Linked DNA regions of Zea mays: region 2 is linked to region 1. Evidence: chromatin contacts called from public Hi-C data. All regions are on one chromosome and are shown on one strand. The core of a region is the stretch at or near the end of the contact, and the rest is flanking DNA. Distances in the headings are between cores, read along the strand shown. Region 1 has its middle 21 kb from the start of LOC103638469. Region 2 has its middle 44 kb from the start of LOC109942545.

What was found. A called contact is a pair of places that touch in the nucleus more often than the background predicts.
Region 2: a contact with region 1 is called in a Hi-C map of ear, with 2.7 times the contacts expected there. The contact joins two enhancer-like sites. A contact is called at or near these places in 2 of 25 Hi-C or Micro-C datasets (ear and tassel).

Annotation. Positions count from the first base shown.
Region 1 is chr9:72,464,679-72,468,736 of Zm-B73-REFERENCE-NAM-5.0, reverse strand. No RefSeq gene overlaps it. Among protein-coding and RNA genes, the nearest start is that of LOC103638469, 21 kb to the right of the region's middle. Within about 2 kb of position 2,041, at least 17 of the 20 cell types and tissues checked have an H3K27ac peak or open chromatin away from gene starts, as enhancers often do. A contact at or near this core is called in ear and tassel, where this site is marked.
Region 2 is chr9:72,828,165-72,832,222 of Zm-B73-REFERENCE-NAM-5.0, reverse strand. No RefSeq gene overlaps it. Among protein-coding and RNA genes, the nearest start is that of LOC109942545, 44 kb to the right of the region's middle. Within about 2 kb of position 2,227, at least 17 of the 20 cell types and tissues checked have an H3K27ac peak or open chromatin away from gene starts, as enhancers often do. A contact at or near this core is called in ear and tassel, where this site is marked.

The DNA.
Region 1 (4,058 bases), core at 792-3,291:
TTAATACCATGAAACTCTCCATGAAACCTTCTTTGCGAATAGCCAACCTTAGGCTATTTACAACAATAGTTTTATGATGGTTTCATGCACATTTAATAGTGTGTCACAACACTATTTTAGATGACATGACATAGAATTTAAGATAAATGAGTTTCATGGGATGAAATTGGTTTCATGGGGATGAAACCATGTCAACCCGTTTCCAAGGTCTTGGAAATCGTGTGAAACCTCCATTGAGAGTAATTTGTTTCATCTTCATATATTTTACTGATTTCTATTGGTTGTTTAGTTGCAACATTTAATTGGTATGTTAGTCTATAAAATAATGAAGTGAAATTTTGCATTGAGAAACATTGTTTTATTCTTAGTTTCATGACACTCTTCATGATGTGGCAGTGTTGGAAAGAGTGTTATGAAATGTCCATTGTGATTTGCCTTACATGTACACCTATACAGCTAGTTGGTCGGCCGTTTTTCTAGGACTGGGCAAAAGAAACCGACACCGAAAACCGAACTCAAAACACTCAAAACCGAGACCGAATAGAACGATATTTCAGGACTCGGTTTTTATTTCGGGTATATGTTCAAAAAAACCGAATTAAATGTAAAAAATCGGTTTTTTTTATTTCGGTTAACCGAAAGGCCCGAACAGGCCCCAACACCAGCTGACACCAGGCGCCCAGCACTGGGCAACTAGCCAAGGCCCAAACCTGTCGTGCCGAGTGCCGAACTGCCGGCCTTACCTGGAGGTCCTGGACACTGTGCTACTGGAGACTGCAGTATTGTGTTAGGGTTGCAGCCTTGCAGGCAGTCCAGGACTCCAGGTCCGGTGGCCGCCGCCCGCCATTGTCTAGTGCCCAGTGCCGTCTGCGCCTCTGCCGTCTACCGTCGTCAGCTCGTCGCCCACTTTGGCACCGGCAGTCTGGCACTCCACGTCGCAGCCACCTTCCAATGCCATCCACTGTCTCTCACTCGCAGAGTTGCAGGCCGCAGGCCCGACGGCCGCCAGCCGGCCAGCCTGCCATGCCTCCCGGCTCTCACCTGGGCGAGTGGGCAGACGCAGACGCCTGCCACCGCGGCACCTCCTCCTGGCCATGCAGTGACGCAGAGCCACAGACACCGGTCACCGCCCGCCCGCCCGCCCGCCGGTCGCCGCCTCTGTTGGACTGTTACTCTGTGTCTCTGTCAGTGCTTCTGTGGTTTTGCTATATTAGAATCAGTGAATCACAGAATGCTGACCGGAGTTGTGCACTTGGGCTGATTGCTGAACGCACTTGTGCACTTGTGCTTATGCTTGTGCAGAATGGTGACCGGAGAGTTGTGGTATATTTGAGTCTGCCAGATTGAAGTTGTGCTGAACGCGTGTATCTCAGTATGTACAGATGTGCTGGACCGCCTGTGCATATGGACTGTATGTCTGTATTCTGTACTCCTGTATGTGTTGGACGCCTATATGGCAGATTGGCGGATGGTTGGTATAATTCGGGCAAACACGAAAACCTATTATCAATTTCAGTTACCCGAATATTCGGTTCTCAAATACCCAATGTCTATTTCGGTTCTCACTTGTTAAAACCCGAACTTTTAAAAACCAAAAAAATCCGACCCGAATTGTGGGGTAAAACCAAATGCCCAGCCTTGATTTTACTAGCACGCTTTTGAAGCCACTGGCGGATGAGGCTGGATCATCCACCCTCTTAACCAAAATCACGGATAGCTTAACGATTAATGAATATTTGTCAAGCCACTAGTTTTTATCTATTAATATGTAAGAATCAGAAGCTAGTAAAAAAATATCTATACTATTATATAATCTATTAGTTTAAACTTTATAAAACCCACCCAAACAAATCACCTCCACACTCATAAGCTCTACTAAAATTACCAAACAAATTGCACATATGTTTGACACACCATCAAAACCAAGAGTTCACATTATTGCTGAATAGACAATATTATTTGGATAATTCCTCATCTCACTCCCGTGACCCAACCTCTCCCTCTCATGTGTCCCCACCGTCCTCTCTCCCTCACGCTTGCCACCGCGGCCACAGCTAACCCCTCCTCTCCCCTCCTTACGATCGTAGCGTGGGCTATATGCTAACAGATATTAGTTTATTTCTGTTGATATAAAACTATTTTTTGTCGTGCCATTGTTGACGAAAATCATTCAGCTGATACGACGAAAACTATAGGCATTTTTGCATGGTGCATCAATGCAACCGGCCGGCATCCGTCCAAGTCCAAACTAGCGGCCTCGTCCGCGACGCATGCTGTGCTGCTGGCTGCTAGTGCGGCCGCCTCTCACTACCACAAACATAAACAGTGAGAAAGAGAGAGCTCAATATTCTTCCCCGATCCAATCAGCCAAGTTGGACCTCGACCACTGCTCCCCCTCTGGTCGGTAACACCGCGCGCAGCGGGTCGGCCGGCGTCTGGCTCCTTTTGCCGCAATGCGCTAGACTGGTGCGATACCCAGTTGTGGAGCAGAAACTCACATGCGGCAGTCTCGGCACGCCACATGCGATGCGCTGCGATGCGATGCGAGCATAGTGGCCACTGCTGAGTGCTGACTCCTGTCGCTGGCGGTGGCGGGTGCTCGCCAGCGACGCCCGCGCGGTCGCGGCGCGGAGAGGGGTGTCTCTGTGCGTCCCATGTTCGACGTCCCGTCCGCAGAGGCAGCGCGACGTGCGCCAGTCAGACAGCGGCTCCGGTGCGACCGTGCGGCGGCATTGATCTGCGCCACAGCTTTAGGACGGATTGTCCGGTCAGGTTGGGATATTTTGCCGGACTCTCTGCTATTGCATTTGACCTTATTTTAAAGAGACACAACTGTTACAAGTTTCCAGTGGAACACGAAGGTAACATCTTCTCTCTTTCTCTCTCTCCATTGTTTCTGTCATGGCACGATATTGTATTTCTATTTTTCCAGTCTCCTGTTGATCCTAGATAATGTAACTTAGACGGCAATTTTTGTTTGTTAATTTAGCGGCGCCTTTTCTAAATAATACTCTCTCCCTTCTTTTCATGTTTTAGTTTAAAAATAAACCAACGGACGACAAATTTTCGAGAACGGAAGTAATAATCATTTAGATGCAAAAGTAGGGCTCTATCTATTGAATTAATGTGGGTCTTACCCATATTAATATTAATAATAAACAATGTTAGATGTCCACTTTAATGCTACGGTTTACTAGTACTTTAGTACCATACCGAAAGTTTAATGAACAATTTAATCAACTTAAATAGGTGGACCGTCGGTGCATCTATTGAAAAAATGAGAAAAGGGTGAAGAACTGCCACACGCGCACGCCGCCGGCCGGGCAGGGCCATGGTCGTGGTAGATCGGACCTTGGTCCGAATATTCATTCCTAACAGTAATGGGTGTCAGCTAGTAACGAACGTCATTGATGTGTGTAACGGTAGCTCTGATGGCAACCGTTACTGTCTATTGGCCTCGTTGGCCTCCCTCTGCGCCTGTATATATACGAGTAGGGGAGGCTGCTTCTGGGTTGACAGCACAGTACGCACGTACAGTCTCAGACGCGTTGCACAAAGCCATTCCCGTCCCACCTTCTGCGAGCATAGACAGTGTGGGAGAGCAGGCCTCCAAAATCGCCGTCCGCTGAAAGACACTTGCACGGGTGTGCCGGCGATCAGGTTTTTGGGGAGCGTACTCGCGACTACTCGCTTCTTTCGCTCGACCAACGCTGATCAAGTTCCTCGTCGTCGGCGCCGTTCGAGGGACTACACTGCGTACATCTGCCTGTATGGACTGCGTACGACTACATCGAATATACACACGGGATGTCTCGTGTGAATGGAGCCACTGATGCATTGAGCATCGGTCCCTTTGCAGGGTATATTATGATTTTAGTAATTGTGCATGTTTTACTATTGTTTACTGCTTATGTGAGTAGTGATATACACATGCACATACATGTCGTCACATACATCACTGTGATTTTCTGGATTAAATTAAAACTGAAAATGTATATTTCTCTAACAATACAAAAACCTGATATTAGGTATTTTTCTGTTAGTGGTTTTGCTGCTGC
Region 2 (4,058 bases), core at 978-3,477, 360 kb before region 1:
TTGGGGCGTCTTCCGAAGGTCCTCAAAACACTAACTTAGCGGCTATTTCTTAGCTTGTTCGAGTGTCATAGGTATAATGCCAAGGGCAACCTTCGACTGGAGTGACCACGCTTGTGAAGATGAAGGTACAAGCTTCGGATGAATGGTACGAGTACGTAGTGGATGAACAAGTCAAGACCAAGAGAAACATTGAAGACTTGTTCAACAAGACAACCGAAGGAAAAAACAACATTGTCCTTAACACGTTCACTAGTTCAAATGTATAGGCTTAAGTGCACAATTATAATTTTGCCGAAATTATACCTCGCAACTATAAATAGAGAAACAGTGTCATACTTTGTTCATGCTTTTTGGTTGGAGAGGAATGAATTGCTCTGCCTACCAAGTTGTATTTCTTTTACCTTCATATTGTAATCTCACGAAGCTGAAGGTATAATGTAATTTTTTGTTGAATAATAAAGAGGAGGAGAAAGTAATAACTTTTAAGGTTAAATCGAGTGTCTTACATTTTCATTACGCGCAATTTATTTTAGATGCCCTTTACATTTCGTCCACTCACTTTTTTGCATCTTCATCCTTTAAAGAACCCTCTCCCAGATGTGGAAGAATTAAAGGATGAAGGTGAACCTTGATCTAATTGTGTTGCCTTGTTTTTGATCCCATGAAGAAATAAAAAACGAGTGACCAAAAAGAATAAAAAACAAAAATCGTTCTCGAGTCACTTCTTTCTCTAGCCTAGCTAGCTTTACCTCCCTATAGTCGACTAGGCCGAGTGGCCAACCCAAGTTCCCTCTCACAGACCCTGGCGCAACTGCTTGCCCGAAGACCGATAGGTGGGACCCAGACATCAAACTGTTTTCCCCTCGCAGTTGTTTGCTCTGAGTATGTGACATGTGGGACCGTATTGTCATTCCTTTCTTCTACCTTAGGTTCGAGGCGATAGGGAAATGGCCTTATCCATTTTCTCTAATTGATTTTGGTGCTTGATGACAATCACAACCTTATGAACTAACTAGTTTGCTAAGTTACAAATTCATGTACTCAGAAAACGCTTCAAGAAAGATCAACCCTCAAAATAGCGCATCATGGACTGATAGACCTCTTTTTGGAAATATCACTTGTGCCCGGACCGTCCGTGACACCTCGATGCATTTCGGACAGGAACTATGCCAAAAGCACATTTCCACAACGGACCGTCTGGAAGATAAGTGAAGACCGATTGGCGCCATGTGCGGTCCGTCCGGCCTCAGGCGCGGACCGTTCGCCTGTTGAAAACCATAAAAACCCGAAGGTGCCAGGTTCTGTAAAATGTATGCCAAAAGCACATTTACAGAAATGTTCGGTGGCTTCTTTAGTTGAAAGATTCATCCCTTTCTGGCCCGTCGCGGTTACTAGCATGTCGTCGTGCTGCTGCTTGTCTTTCTTCTTTCTCTTCTCAAGCTGCCTGTTGGTTCCACCATCGGGCTCTTTTGTCATGTTTGGCTCTCTGCTTGTGGTGGTCGAGGATTGCCTCATCGCATTTTCCCCTGACGTGTGACTAGTTGTGATATCCAAGAGTTTTTTGTGGTTCGTGTCCTTTTATGCCCCAACTTGTGTACTAGAGTCTCACTCCTGGTTCCTAAAATGAATGCGCTGATAACATCAACATCGGTGAGGTTAGTCAACTCATTGCACTATCGCGAGAAGCGTCAGATGTAATCCCTCAAGGTATCATTCGGCTTCTGCCGGTAGTTCTTGAGGTCCCACAGGTTGCCTGGTCGTACATACGTGCCTTGGAAATTTCTGACAAAAAGTTCCTCAAGGTCGACCCAACTCTGGATACATCCGGGCGGGCCTCAGATTCTCCAACCGCGCTCGAGCCAAGTCCACCAAGTATAGGGGAGGTTCTAGATTACAAATTCATTATGGTTTGCCCTCCCGCTTGGCAAACTAGCCGGTAATCCCCCAGCCATAGGCTAGGATTCGATTCTCCCGAGTACTTCGGCGATGTTTGTGGGTGCCCTCTACCGTTGCGGCACTGGCGCCTGGAGGATGTGGCGGCCAAAATCTTAAGGGACCAACAGAGGCGAGCTTAAACTTTGGTCCTCATTAGGGTCAAAGCGCCCTCTATGGCGCTGGTTGTACCGACGACCGATGCCCGGTCCTTCGGGCCCTCTACCTTGAGGCCCTGGGTCAGGAACGCTCCGCACGTTCCTGCCTGACCTTAGGCCCTGATAGGGGTGGGACCCGTGTCACGCCTCCCTCATCATACTCGAGTAGCTGACCCGATAAAGCGTTGTTTCCCAACAGTGTGAACGTGGTACACTGGTCGACCTCTGGCTCTCGTCATCGTGACTTGGAGCTCTTGACCTGCTATTGCACAGCGAGGCCAAGGAGTCCCCGGATCTCATGTTGAGTCCTTCATTCGCCCGGTGTCTCATCTTCGAGGAGCCTATAGAGGAGTGTCGCGGGGACCGCGATGTTGTGGCTTGCTCAAGGGAACCATGGTGGTCCACTTTCATCATGGATTATGCAGTGACAGATGTTTGGCATTGTAGCGCGTGCTCGTCTACCATCTTGTCATGGTTGGGCCGACTGCTACCGTGGCGTCCCTTGATTGCCGGACAAGAGGTACCGGCTACTCTGGGAAGGACTCGGTCCCGGTGGTATCCTTTAGTGAGGTAGATCGAGTCGAGGCGGGCAAACGTTGTCGCGCGCATCGTGACACAGGTGGGGGTTCCCTTTGGACTTCCCGCGAATGGAGAGCGTTTCTCCGGAATGCTAGCTACAAAGCACTCCTGAGCTGGGTAATGACTTGCTCCACTGGATGAGGAGTTATGTCCGTATTTTGATCTCTACAAGTAGAGGTCATGGAATGAATCCCTAATAGGTTTATCATTCCTACGAACTTAACATGGGAGGGTCCTATCATGCACCTCTGTCTATCATTCTACTGAGGGGGCTGAGCTGGAGGCCTCCGAAGCCTCTAGCGATGTCAACCAAACCCTTCATCGAGGGGGATTGGGCTTTTGGGGCCCTAATCATTTTCCCTCGCTATCGACGACAAAGTCGAGGCTTCCAAAACGGATTGTCGTTCCGGGGGCCCAAACGGCGTCGTGGCTAGCCATTCGAATCTTAGTGGAGATGGCATTGAGAACGAGCAAGGCCTCTATATGGCGTGCCAACTGTCGGTGTTTCAAACTAGCTCAAACAAGTAAATTTGTTTTATGTGTTCTAGATCCGAATGGTGTGCCCATTGGGTGCATGATTTATATTGGTTCGAGCAAAACGTCCCTACATCCAGTCTTCCATGGCTTGCGGTACTGACACTTTGTTGCCCAATGCTCGTAGTAGGGGTTACAAGCCAGCGAGAGAGGGAGGAGCTCCCAAGTCTCTTATGCATAGTAGGATGTAAGGACTACGAATTTGGTGTTCACTGCCTAGCTAAGCCTTGGGCATCGTTGCGGTGTGCTCTTCGGCTTTGCCTCCGTTGTCCTTTTTCTCCTCTTCTCAGTCGACCCTCCCCCTTTTATAGACCAAGGAGGGAGTTGGTTAAAGGTAGCTTTTCATGGAAGGAATCACTGCGTTGTGGTAGAACGAAGCGTTCTAGCCTGGTAAAATCATGATTGTTGTTACGTGCCTTGATCATCTAAGCTTCTCTGGCCAGGCTCTTTAAGTCTGGCTGCGCGAGGGCGGCGAGGAGCTCTTGCATCATTATTACTCTCTCTGTTCCATGCTGATTTCTAGCCTTTGTAGCCTAAGTCTCGGCGTGGCTTGTTGTGTTGCGGGACCCTGTAGATTGCCAGGGCACTCAGGCCTAGGCTCGATAGGTCATGAATAGGTTGTTGGTGCCGATCTGGGTAGCGCCAATCACTAGGGGTGTACCGCCTGGCGGGGCCCTCTACGGTGGCGCGGACGGTCTACGGCTCTGGGCCGGACGGTCCACGGTCTGGGCGCCGGAGCGGCGCCTTCCCTGCGTTTCCCCGGACGGTCCGCGGCCTGGGCGCAGGAGCGGCGCCTTCCCTGCGTCGCCCCGGACGGTGGTCCGCGATGGCACAGGGTCGTCTTCCTTCTCCGCG